Regions from separate parts of the Oryctolagus cuniculus genome. Here region 1 is linked to region 2. Evidence: chromatin contacts called from public Hi-C data. All regions are on one chromosome and are shown on one strand. The core of a region is the stretch at or near the end of the contact, and the rest is flanking DNA. Distances in the headings are between cores, read along the strand shown.

Region 1 (6,370 bases), core at 2,970-5,469, 260 kb after region 2:
AAAACATTAACTTTGTCCCTTTGAGTATTCTCTCCTACCATCAAGGAAGCCTGCACTTTTTTGCTTCCTTTCAAAAAGAAATGTGGTCAGTTTTTTTAAGGGACAAGGGAGGGGTGAGTGATGTACATTCTGAAGTTCATTACTGCCACCTCCTCCTGTCCCCACCATCAGGAAGAGCTCTGTTCCTAAGCTTTCTCCCCTGACTTGGAGCCTGGTTGGGGACATGGTAGAGCTTGCTGTCATACACAGGCACACATACTCAGCAGTAGAGTGAGCAGCAGGAGGTGGCAGGATGCTTGCCACTGTGTGCCTGGATTTGTATGCCTCCTCTTCAAATTGTGGCCAAGGCTCGTTATTCTCTGGGTTAAAGCCAACCTGGTAACTTGGGGACCCTGCCAATGTCTTGACAACTCCTAAGCCCAGCTCTGTTGCTACAGCCATACAGAAAAGCCATTAATTCTTTGAATAAAGGCTCAATGAGTGCTTAGGGAGCCCACAATTTGGTCAGAAGTGGGCTAGCTGGATAGAGGACATCTGGACACTGACTTTAAGAGAGCTAAAATGTTTGGGGAAGAGGTCATGAGTGTGTGTTCTAACATTTAAAAGTTGAATAACGTCACAAGGGATGCCCCTCTAGAAGTACAAAAGTAAATGCCAAATGACCCTTCAGAGAGAACTTGCCGAGCATGGACTGCAGAGGCCAGAGAAAGGGAGACGTGGTGATGTGATGGGGTGAGCCTGTGCTCTGGAGCCTGACAGACCCAGTGCACATGCTCCATGTGATCGAAGACGCTTCTGCACTCTCACCAGACCTCGATTTCTTACCCTGGATTAGCGGTGACAGAACCTGCACACACCTTGCAGAGTTGTTAAGGGGATTATCGAGGGTCAGCAAGCACTCAATACATCAGCTTTGTTTTCAGATTTTTTTTTTTAATTTGTGAGACAGATAGAGAGTAACTTCCCAAATGCTCCCCAAATGTAGGAACCAGGAATTCAAACAAGGTCTTCCACGTCGGTGGCAGGGGCCCAACTCCTGGACCCACCATTTCAGGGTTCACATTAGCAGGAAGCTGGAATCAGCACAGAGCCGGTACTCAAACTCAGGCACTCCCAATACGGGAGGTGGTGTCCCAAGCAGCTGAATCTTAACGGCTACACCAAATGCCCACCCCTATTCATTTTATAAAGTACATCATACAGCAGTTGAGAGTAAGAAATTAGGTAGGATTAGCTCAGGGAAAAATAAACAGAGCTCGTTCCTTGAAACATAAAAAAAGAGGACTGTTAGGGAAAAGGTCATCAAATCTAGTAGAAATATCTAAGTGGATACTTCAGGAAGTGAAAGAATATGAGAAGAAGGACATTTTAGCTCCTTTTTCTTTTGTCATAAAACTTATTGGTGCTGGTGCTCTGTCATACTAGGTTAAGCCTCTGCCTGCAGCACCAGTATCCCAGATGGGCACTGGTTCAAGTCCCAGCTGCTTCACTTCCAAACCAACTCTCTGCTAATGTGCCTGGGAAGGCGGTGGAGAATAGCCCAAGTGCTTAGGCCCCTGTATCTGCGTGGGAGACCCAGAGGAGGTTCCTCCGGGCTTCTGGCTTCAGTTTGGCCCAGCTCCAACCATTGCTGACATTTGGGGAGTGAACCAGCAGAGGGAGGACCTCTCTCTCTCGCTGTCACTCCATCTCTTTCTCTGTAACTCTGCCTTTCAAATAAATCTTTAAAAAAAAAAAAAAAAAGGAACTCATTGACATTTTTCCTGAATGTGAAAATGCTTCATGTCTATTACAGAGAATTTGGAAAGCATAGAAAAGTGCAAGGAAGAAAATAAAAAGCCAATATAATTCCACACCCAGTGGAAACTGCTAAAGAAATTGTGGCTTTCCTCCCAATCTTGTCCTACTGCATATTTCAACCTCAGATACACACAATTTTAAATCCTACTTTTTACACTTAATGTTTCCTAAGTATTTTCCCATATCAATAAAAATTCTCCACAAGCACCATTTGCAGTGTCCACACAAAATTCCACATATGGATGCATAGAAACACTTTCAACTCTTCCAGTAAACAGTGGACATTTAGGGCTACACAGCTATTTCACCATCATAAATAATGCTTCCACAAGTATCTTTGTAGCACAAGCCCTGTTTCCTTAGGGCAAGTTTTTAAAGGTAAACTGCTGTTCCAAGCTCCCTACTGAATACAAAATGTGTAACAGGGAGACTGTCCCAACCCCCATTCCCACCAGTGACAAGTGAGAGACAGCTGGTCTTTTCAAATCTGGAAAACAAATATTATCTTTAAAAAAATGTTTTTGGCTAATTTGATAGACAACAAACAGCATTTCATTGTTCTTTTAATTACTGGTTTCCTTCCAGCAGATATACCTAAAAGGATCTACAAGGAGTCTTCAGATAAACAAAGGAGCTTTCTTTTGTCTGCCAACAATCAACAAATATTTATTATGCAACTAATTTTCTTCCAAATGTCTCTTGTGGAGCAGGTTTAAGGGAGTCCGCCCTCTTCACAATGGTTTTAGCCATTGTGAAGAGAGGAGTTTTGAAGTCCAAATGCAACTAATACTCAGGATAAAACCGACTTGTGAACAGCAAATCATGGCAACCGGGCTGAAATTCGAGTCCATGTATGCAAATATGAAAATCCTGGGGTTGTAGTAATGATTTGGTAAAATAACAGCACTCTTCAAAGTTTCTGGAAAATTCTACATAATGCGATTCCACGAGTAGTCTCATCTAGACAGGAGTGTATGTCCTAATGCCGCGGTCTCTGAGCTTACTACTTTCAGCTTTCCCGTTGGGGTGCAAGTGCTGACTCTACCGACAAATAGGAAAGAGGAAAACCACGCTGCTCTCAGCCTGCGCGCTAGCTCTGGAACACCCCAGGCTGCAAGCTTTTATCTTTCGATAAGGAAGGAGGTAGTGTTTATGGTCCAGTCTGGGCAATCCCTCTCCTAGGGACCCACCCCGGGTGGAGGGAGTCTGTTGTCTGGATCGGCGCAACCGTGGCTCGCGCCGCCCGACGCTCCCACCTCGGTCTCAGTTGTCACTCCTGCGGCCTCCCGCCTGCGGTCGCGTACTTTCTCGGCTCCGCCCCACCCAGGCACGGCGCCGGCGGCAAGTGACGCGGGGCTGGAAGGCACTGTCTGGGCGCCCACCGCAAACCCCATCCCGTCTGCGATTGCTTTAACCGTCCAGTCCTCATCCCTTGCCCCGTCCAGCTCTACAGCCCAAATTGTCATCTGTGCCCACGCTTGTCCCCAGCGCAGAAGACGCCAGAACTGCGGGTCTGGGGCCGGAGCGGGGGAGGAGGGGAACGGTTCAAGCCGACTTTTGCTGTTTAAACCGTTTCTGCTGTTTCCTGGGGGTGCGGGCGTCTGGCCCGCGGCTGGATCTGCAGAGCCTGCAACAGTGCGCGGCTCGCAGGCCGACCTCGATAGGTATCAGTTGACCAAATGGACCTCTGTCATGAAAACTCACAGAGCGGTATGGGGATAACGAGTGATTCTGTACAAGTTCAAAATGCCATAGACTCCACATTTCTTTTCTAATAAAGCACCCTTTCATAATTTTTAAAGCACCATTCATGCAACTGGGAGCCACCACTGGATATTCCTGCAGGAATACGCATCTTCTTCCCCATCACAGTCTCCGTAATTATGACAACCCCTAGCTTCCCCGGTGTTATTATTGCGAACGTGCACGGAGAGCTGTGCTCCGACGGAGGGAACTTGCCTCACCTTCTGAGCGGATTCTTAACTGCTCAAAAAGCGGAGAGTGGAGTCAGGTGCTTGGCCCCACTTCCAACATTGCCGCCTACTGGTTGGGTCACTCCCTCAAGTCTCCTCCCCGCCCTGCGCATCGGGGGTCTCCAAGTGTTAGTTAGCATTTCCAGGTGTGAAAATCCATCCACGTGAGCAAGGATGGATGCGCCACGCCCGGACGCGTCCCAGCCAAAGCTTCCCGCCTCGCTCCAGGGACATCGTGCTTTCCCCAAATTCGAGAATGCCTCCGCGATGGCCCACCGGGCGCAGGGACCAGGACGCGATCAACCCCCTAAGAGCCTTCAGTCGGCGGCTTCCGAAGGGGGCACGCTGCCCCCGAGCCCTTGTGTGTTCCTCCTGGTGGCCCGCGCTTCTCCCCCACCCTGCCTTTCCCCTCCCCTCCCGGCCCCGCCCGCCTGCCCACCCGCTCTGCGCATGCGCTGCTCTGGGAGCGTGTTTTTATAAAAGTCCAGCTTCGGTCAGAAACTTCAGTTGTTGGCTGCGGCAGCAGGTAGCAAAGTGTCCTCGAGGACTTGGGTGCTCCGGTAGCCACCGCGGCTGGAGAGCGAGCAGTCACCATGGAAGGGATCAGTGTAAGTCCAGTTTCAACCTGTTTTGTCCTAAACGTGCCCACGCTTGAACTTAGAGCGCAGCCACTTTCTGAGCGGGCAGAAGAGACCAGAACGTTGGAAGTGCCAGTGCACGGGCAGTTTTCGTGATTATAGCCAGGTGGGGGTAGGACTTGGGATCTTCTTTGTAAGCAGAGAAAAGCTTGGAAACGGAGCGTTGGGTGGCTGCGTGTGTCCCACTCAACCCCTTGAGTCTTGGGGCGCGCGCCGGTTTTCGAGCTGTTTGCAAACATAACAACATTCGGTGCACAAGTGCACCGAAGTAGCGCGCGCGGCGCCAGCGCTCAGACCCTCGGTCTCTTCTTGAGAGCAAGGTTTTCTCGGAGCAAGTTAGGTTATCAGAATTTGGAGGTGGAGGGGATCGCGCCTGGGCTGAATAACCCAGATGAGACTGCCTTCTTGGTTAACTTCTGGCAAAGGATCGGGTGGACCGTTCTTGCCGTTGGGCACTTGCTTGCTAAACTCTTGGCCACCCGCGGAACTGTGCCAGTGCCCGGGCTCGGTGGGCAGAGGGCGGGAAAGAAAGGCGGCCCTTCCGCGCCAATTGCCTGAGCGGTCTGAGTGGTGGCAGCAGCTGGGAGGCGGCCGGTTTTGTAGCCTGAGCGCCTTGGGACCGAGGCGCAGACGTAGCGGGCGTCGGAGGCGCGTAGCCCTTCCCTGGCTGCGAATGGGCCCCGAGGTTTAGGGATCGTGCAGAGCCCAGAGGGTTGTGTGGGAGACACCGTGCAGCCGCTAACGGCGAAGGCGAAGCGTTGCGCGGCTGGGACTTAGCGCGGGAGGGTGTTGGGTCCGCACCTGGGCTGCCCGGCCGCCGCGGCGAAGACAAGCAGGTGCAAGTGGAGAGACCGTTTGGCTCTCGCCGAGCCCAATTGCGGCGTTTAACCGTCGGTGGTTTCCTGAAGCCTTTTGAAACCGGCTCTCTACGGACGCTTTTCGTTTCCTTTCGCGGCGCGCAATTCAAAGGCGCTCGCCGCGGAGCCGCCCAGTCTCTCCAGCACCCTGCGGAACAAGCCCGGCGCGCAGCCGGGCAGAGCCCCTGGGACCAATGCCCACCAGCAGTGGGCATGGTAGGCAGCCGCGGCCTCCCAGCGCTGGGGCGACCAGGTCCCCGGCGTGCCCGCCGCCAGGAGGCTTCCAGCTGCCCACCTCGGAGCCCATTTACACTGGATCCGTGGCGGGGTTGGGAAGCCAGGCGGGAGAGTGAGGAAATGAAACTTGGGGCAGGACCACGGGGTGCGGACCCCGTGACTTTCCCCACCCAGGAAAATGCCGCGCTCCCTAACCTCCCGAACCCGCCAAATGATAAACAGGAGCCTGGCAAAAGATCCACGCCCGCGATGAGTGCCCTCTTGGGTTAGGGGGTGCCGTTGGCTGGTCTGACGCGAGCCCTCAGTACCCCAAGCTCCAAAGGGCCTTCGCTTTAAGCCCGCCTTCTCTTATCCCACTGTGAGTTACTGGAAGCATTGGGTTGGGTTTGGACAGGCGTGGGAAAAACGTTTTGTGCCTTTGGAGTGTCAGTCTTTGGGACACCCCAGGGCCTCTCCCTCCTCTTTCTTGTTCTAGCGAATCTTACAAAAAGTTAATCCCAGCTTCTACCCCCACCCAACGTTAGATTCCACCCCTACACCACCCAGACACCCATGCCGCCTGGGAGTGGCCTCTTTGTGTTTGTAGGTTTTTTTTCCTCCTCCTCCTAAGGTTGTATTCCTCCCTCTAGTGGGCGGGGCAGAAGAGTTAGCCAAGATGTGACTTTGAAACCCTCAGAATCTCAGTGCCCTTTTGTTCTTAACAAAAAATCTTGTAATTGGTTCCAGTAAAGAGGGATATAATGAAGTGACTCTGGGGAAAGATGGGAAAGAGGGGCTGCAGGATTCTACGATAATTCTCTTGTACCCTTGCCCCAGGACTTCAGAATTGCCTGCAGAAAGCTAGCCTGCCGTGAGTGTTATGCAT
Region 2 (7,105 bases), core at 3,329-5,828:
AGTGCTAAGGTTCTAGGCTTTCTTGAATGGCATGGGCTCACCTGTGCCTCCAGATCTCAACTCTCAGTCTGGGTCTAGTCGGGTACAAGTCTAGGAGACCGATTTTGAGTGCTCTGTCAACCTGACATTTCTACATCAGAAGAACATCTCTTCTTGTTGATCCAATCACAGTTTCACAGTGTTCCGCCCAGTGAGTCCCATGCCAGGTATTCAGCTGAATGGCCACATTCTGGGCTCTCAGCATGAGGAATTTGCTCACAAGAAGGTCTTTAGAGCAGAGTCAAAGGGAGCAGTTGTCATCTGAAGCTGTCTCGCAAATTCACTGGTGATCTAACATGTACAGATGATAAAATATCTGGGGCAGATGACCACACTGCCACCCTACTCAGCATAACCTGCTGCGAGTCCCCCACCCGTCCATGGACGTTGACCAAGGAGTTTTTTCGGTAAGACTCCTCTGAGGACTTCTAGGACAAGAACTTTGAAGAGGCAGAATGTTCCTCCAAATGATAATGGGAAAATCCCTTAGGACCAGTATACACATGACAGGTCAGGTCCTAAGTCTCCCTCTGAGGATTTCAGCAGTGCTTTAAATATCATCAAGTGTTCTGACATGCTGATTTTCAGCTTCCATTGGAAGGAAGCTGTCTGAACATTAAAATATAAAAAACTGAAAATTCGGTTTTAAAAATTGTTTTGCAATGATACAGTAACTACTGACTTTGGGTTTGCATGTTTTAGTAAATCGCGTACTATGCAAATTACTTAAATTCTCAACGTATTTGAACTGAATTAGTTGTAGAAAATAAATGTGAAAAACACTGGTTCAATTGATCCCTCCTCTGGGGTCACCATCTGTCCACAAGACCTTCTCCTATTTCACTGCACCAAATGAGTCTCTGGCTCTGAGCTCAACAGGGCCCGTGGTAGATCCTGACAAGCTGCCTTTAAAGAGAAACACATTGAGTGCTCTGCTTCCAGCGAGGTGGGGCCAGACTGTGAGCCTTATTTGTCACCCAGGAACTGCCCGGGCTTGTCTCTACCCAAGGGAGACTCCAGCAGCCAGGAACAGTCCCACCTGCCCCCACTCCTCCTCTCCAACTCACCAGCCAAGCCTATGTGAGGGCAGCCCACTACCGGCTCCTCTCCATTCTTTGCTGTGGACCAAGAATGATTCTGAAGGATTTGTTAGGTGACAAATAGTCTAGGGGCTAAAGCTGAGCACACAGAACCCTCCCATCACATATTTGCACTGCCATCTCTCCAGCACCCATTGTCTCAAATCTGAGCTGCAGTAATCACTGGTCTGCCCCAGTGATTTGCAAAGTGGGGGCTGCCAGACAGCTTCTGATCTGGCTTTGCTGTTGCATCGTGACACATGCAAACAATAAGCCTAAAAGGATCCTACAGATAACCGAGATGGTCCCACACAAAAGGGAAAATCAGTCGTGCTGCCTTGCCCGTGGAGTCATCTCTAGCTGGACTTGGGTGCCTCAAGTCAGCTTTAGCCAAAGATAAAGCCAGGCAGCATCAGGGTGCCATTGTTTGTATGTACTTCCTTTCATTTTTACTGCAGCCAAGATAACACACAGCACCACCAAGAAATTAAGCTGAGGTCAGCTCTAGTCACGGACTCAGAGATCACAGCTCTCTGTCACCCTGGGGACTTCCACCAACAGCTGATGAGACATCTGTGTATTGATCAGTGCAGGGGCCTCCCTCCCGGGGTGAGAGGAAAACAGGTCATTGGAATTGTTTCTATCCAGCCTTCCTCTTTGCATCTGTACTTCCTGAAGGCTCCCAGAGCCACAAAGAGGGGACCCCTGCAATGATTTGGGAGGGGGGGGTGCCAAAATTATCTTGCTATTCTGCAGCAATATAGCACAGATTCAACTTCAAAGACAGAGTATCCCTTGCTGGCTGATGCCAGCAACATGGAGGAAGCAAAGAGCAAAAGGAGAGAGAGTTGTGCAAGGCAGAGGGTCCTGGTTCTGGTTTAGTTAGCCATTTGTCACAGTGACTTATATAGGGCCTCTTGCATCATGTTCACTACAATAACGTGTCATTTGTGGAAGACTGCACGGTCCCTGCTTTACTGCCACACAGCCCAGCAAGAAGATCCTCAGAGCTTTCTCTCACCAGACAGAAGACGTCTCTCCAAACTGGGACACTAAAACCAGTTCCTGAAGGTGTTTCTCAGATTCATAAGTTTCCCTCAGGGACAGGAACTTGGATCATAAGCTGTAGTGGGTCTGCCTCACCACCAGAGGGTGCCCTGTGGTCATTTTTCCTTCTTAGAGCGTGGGTGACCACAGCCCTCCAGTTTGAGGCAGGACCCAAATGTCAAGTGCAGTACACAAGTGGATGGTTTGTTTTGTTTTGCTTTGTTTTTAAGGAATGCCTCCTGGGATGATGTCAGACTTCCACCATGCATAGTTTTTGTGCTTTGGGCAATGTTCTTTGACCCAAGCTATTGTGAATCCTGAGGAATAATTATCTGAACATTGTACTTTCATTTATGACAGCTGCTCATGTTTGCAAACTGCTTATTTCCAAACAACACACTTTTCAGATCTCCATGATTACCGATCACAAGGAACAAGTGGAGAGAGCGTCTCTCACCAGCTCATCAGCACCCAGAGTTCTGCCAAGACAGGCAGGCTATGGGTTTCCAATTCCAAAGGTCCACTTGCCTCCCACATCCCAAATGCTCTTCTAATCCAATTCTTCCATCTTCTTCCAGTGGGAGGATGACGATGACTAACTCTAGCTCGCAGAGTACTTCCAACTGTGTTAATGAAATGAGTAGGTTTGATCATTTCTATGATCAGTTTACAATGAGGGTGATTATAGTCAGACAGATGATAGCCATGGGCCTGAAGTTTCTGGTGTAAAATTTGACTGGCCCATCATAACAGATGACTGATCTCCTTCTTGTCCCAGCCATCATTTTCTTTGAGTTTTCACCAAAGTCTCCAATATCACAATATCATCAGTTTGGGTGGCATGCTCCATGAACAGTTCTCTATACTTTCACTGCCTTATTTACCTATTTCAGTGCCCCATTTATTCACCTACCTCACCTACAAAGGTGGGGTAGGTAGAGAAGGTATTACTGAACTTTTCCAATTGCTCCAGGCAAAAAAGAGTTGGTCTGTACTGAGCTTCCATGTATTGTACACCCCTTCAATACAGATACTTGCTATGTTATAATGATTCCTTTGCCAAAAACTTCCACCATATGCTTCCCTAAGTCAGGGACCATATCTAGTATTATAGCTTTATATCTTCAAAGCTTTGCTGAGGTCTAGACATGCAGTAAGTGCTTAATAAATGTTTACTTATTTGAATTGCTATACCCTTTTGACAGATAAGGTAATCAAGTCACAGAGAGGTTCTCAATAATACAACATACTGCACCCTCTTCTTGAAGTGAATAATGGAAGGACACAGGATAGTACATACACGGTCCAACAGGAGGGACGAGCAAAGAAAGAGTGTGTGTTGACTCTAGAACAAACTTCCTGTCAAACCAAAAGGAAAGACAGGAAGATCAAAGAGCAGTACATGATCTAGAGTTTTAGCTTTTCACCCAGTGACTGGTGGGAGCCTTTATCTTCTCTGAGTTTTAGTTTTCACTCATTCAGGATGAACAGGGTGGGGTGGAGAATGAGATTATGACTCAGCTATAATGTGGGATGGTCTTGTCAGCATTCTCGCTGGGGAAAGGCACCATACACACGGGCATAGACATGCTGAACACACACCTGCCACATGGGAGGGACAAAGCAACACGGGAAAATGGGATCAAGGCTGAAAGAGCCGTCCAGACACACCCTGAGGGAAAAGGTCTGAAGGGAAAGAGAACCTGCGGAGTCCAAGAGTCAGTTAAGGAGGCAGCGTGGGAGATGCGAGCCCAGACTGAGCCTGAGGTTGAAACGTCTAAGTCAGGAATAACTGACGGGGATGTGTGTCCGTCAAGAGGGTGTGCACGAGTGTGTGTATTCAGAGGACAATAATATCAGGAAGCGGGGCAACCGCTTTTCCCATGGCCCATGTTCTTGTGAAAGGAGGGCTTGTGTTTGAAAAAAAAAAGTTCAATTCAATGTCATTTCCTCTCCCATCTGCATGCGGCTGCACTATATTTCTCCTCCCTGTAGAGCCCCCTATCTAAACTAGGTCTGCCCTCTCATGTGGCTTGGTAGCACTCTCAACTTTGGCTTCACAACAAGTCTTGATTCTAGATGTCTGTAGGCTACCATGTGTCAATTGCTTTATCCCCTGTCACAGTGAAAGCTCTCTGAGAATGAGACAGGTACCTGTTCTTTTCACCAAGAAATTACCCACGCGTGGTGCACACAGTAAGCAGTTAGCGTATGTCTGGAGAACTAAGAAATGGAGAACCAGGAAAACTTGCCAAGAGGTCCCACATAACGGCAGGGCTACCTTCCAGCCCCCAGTTGCTGTGGCTGCTACTGCAGCTTAACCGAAGTCAAGTGGGGACAGAAGTGACAGGTGCAAACCCAGCCACGGCTGACAATCTGGACCTCAGCCGCTGGAGGCACCGAGGGCGAGAATGTCCTATTTCCGATTGAGAAATAAGACCATGAAGTTTCATCAGCCGGCCCTGCTACACCACATCCCCTCCCCATTTCCTCTCAGTCAAAACGGAAGGCGCATTTCTTTCCAAACAAACTTCTCGGGTGAGTTTGACTCCCTCCCACCCAGGCCTCCCCCGGCACACAAATGTGAACACAAACCTGAGCATCCAGTCAGTCTCTGATGAATGATCCTCTCTGCACACACTCAGACCCCTTCCCCTTCCCCAACCCGTGGTCTACTGCAGCTATTTCTGTGTTTGAAGAGCTGAAGCAACTGTCAGAAAGAGTGGGTGATCCACTAAAGGGCAGTGAAAGGCAATCCAGCAAGCAGAGCTCTAGATCCTGACACTAGTTTGCCCCAAGTCTGGCATTCTGCTAAATGCTTCCCTAAATTATCCCTGTTAATCCTCACACCAGCCCTAGGAGACAGGTGTGTTATGGATCCCAATTCACAGAGAGACTGGAGTCACAGAACAGTTACATAACCAGCTCAAAGGCACTCAACTTGAAGTCTGGATTCTAATTCAAGATCAAATCTGACCCCTTAGCCTAAACTCTTCTGCTACCTACTCATCACATGGTGACTGGGGTCATCATTTTCTCTTCTGGGTGGTCAATGAATTGTACACTCTTTAAGCAGTTCAACCACATGGCAGATGAACTGGCCTATAGTTCACCAAAGGCATTTCACCCAGAAGGAGATGTCTTCAGAAAGAATGTGAAGACAGTCTCCAGCATCCCACCCTCACCATCCTACTTCCATGGGCGCCCCTTCTTGCCCTCCTGCCCGCATCAGAGCCTGGACCCTCTCGTCCCACCACAGAGTCCCCCAACCTGGCCTTCCCTTGAATTTCAACTCTCCTCCTCCCAATCATTTTGCCACTGAACTTGAACTCAGTTAATATTCCAGAGGGATGCACCTGACGAACAGCAACTGGGACTTGGACATCCCTTTAAACTCCAAGTACATCTTATTTCAAATCCGCAGGGACCCGTTCTGTCTGCTGTGCCATACCAGCTTGTGTTTAATTCCCCAATGTGATCTCCTGACACTGCTTCAGACCGGCATGTCTGATGTCCTGGGGAGGAACAGAGCTGTCAAAGCCCAGGGATTCCCTCCACTGGGCGCTCAATGCTCACATTTCAACATACAACAACCTTAGGCATGGCGCAAACACGCACACAGTCTGTAGCTGAGGAGTTCACCTCTCGCCCTCTCCCAGCTCCAGCCCTCTGAAACTGGAGGCTTGGGAACAGTTATGCATCACACACATTGTGTGTGACTTACCTACCTTTTCACATGTGATCCTTAAAAACGTTGCCCCGGACTAGGTGGCATTCTCCCAAGTTTACAGAAAAGGCGATCTGGAGATATCACATAACTTTCCACAAGGTACAAAGGATTTGGGGGTCAACTTTGGCCCCAAAACTTTGAGATTTGCCACTACCCCCGGGATGCTTCATGCATGGAAGAGTTCACAAAGGAAAAATCCAGCTCTTACCTGCCCACCCAATCCTGGCCACAAACTGATTAGGGGAACCGCTGATAGCCCACAGAGAGTAGGGATTTTGTGTGAGGCGCAAGCAAACATTTCTGTTCTAATGTGTAATTAGAGTTCTCCTTCTAGCTCCAAGAGTATTGACTGCGGAATTGTGGCCACAAATCCAGTGTGATTTGCTGTTCTACTTATTTGTCCTTTTCATTATAATTGTTTAGACCCACTGTACCAACCTAAGCTATAAATGGCCAATGAAACAAGCGGTAGATGAACTAGCATCAGTAAGGCTGGGGCAACGCAGAACACAACCCAAGTCTTACCGTATGGCCAAACTTTCTGAAAACACTGGTGGTTTTCTCCAAGGCCTCTTAATAATTGCAGGTCTGCTCCGGCTTTAGAATTGTCTCACCTTTGGGGAGAGGGGTGAAATCATAGTATGTTGTTTTAATCTCTTTATAATAGACTAGAGTTCAGATAAACCTGGCTCCTGTGTGCTAGAAGAGGCAGAAAGGGTGAGAAGGAGGTCCCAGAGCCACATAGTTCCCTCTAAAAGTCTTCACTGCACTCACTCTATGAAAATCACATGGGTTCCTGAGCCTGCTACTCTCAAGGGTGCCCAAAGCATGGATTCTCCCAACCTGCAATCAGCATCACTTGGGAAATTGTTAGAAAGGCAAATTCTCCAGCCCTTGTTCAGAACAACGCCTGTATCTCTAGCCCTTGACACAGCGGCTCACTCACAGCACTCACCCACTAAGTCTTTGTGTTTATCGAGTAAATAACACAGGAAGTGGCAACCAAAGAAGAATGAGGGTTGTACGGAACCCACTGGGTCCTGGATGCCATCCACTTGCCATTTGCCCAGCCCTGGCTTATATTCCCCATAGCAGCAGCTCTCTGACTTAAACATGCATCCAAATCACCTGGCTCTATTTCCAGAGTTTCTGGTCTGCCAGGTCCCACTGTGGACCAAGAATGTGCATTTTAACAAGTTCCCAGGTGACA

The links. A called contact is a pair of places that touch in the nucleus more often than the background predicts.
Region 1: a Hi-C map of an unstated tissue shows a contact between it and region 2, with 5 times the contacts expected there. The contact joins the promoter of CXCR4 here to the enhancer-like site in region 2. A contact is called at or near these places in 2 of 6 Hi-C or Micro-C datasets (psoas muscle and an unstated tissue).

Annotation. Positions count from the first base shown.
Region 1 is chr3:107,208,241-107,214,610 of mOryCun1.1, forward strand. CXCR4 (C-X-C motif chemokine receptor 4) reads left to right here and starts at 4,220. Exons shown (of 2, transcript XM_002712124.5): 1 at 4,220-4,381. The coding sequence starts at 4,367.
Region 2 is chr3:106,949,258-106,956,362 of mOryCun1.1, forward strand. No RefSeq gene overlaps it. Among named protein-coding and RNA genes, the nearest start is that of CXCR4, 260 kb to the right of the region's middle. Within about 2 kb of position 4,579, at least 3 of the 8 cell types and tissues checked have an H3K27ac peak or open chromatin away from gene starts, as enhancers often do.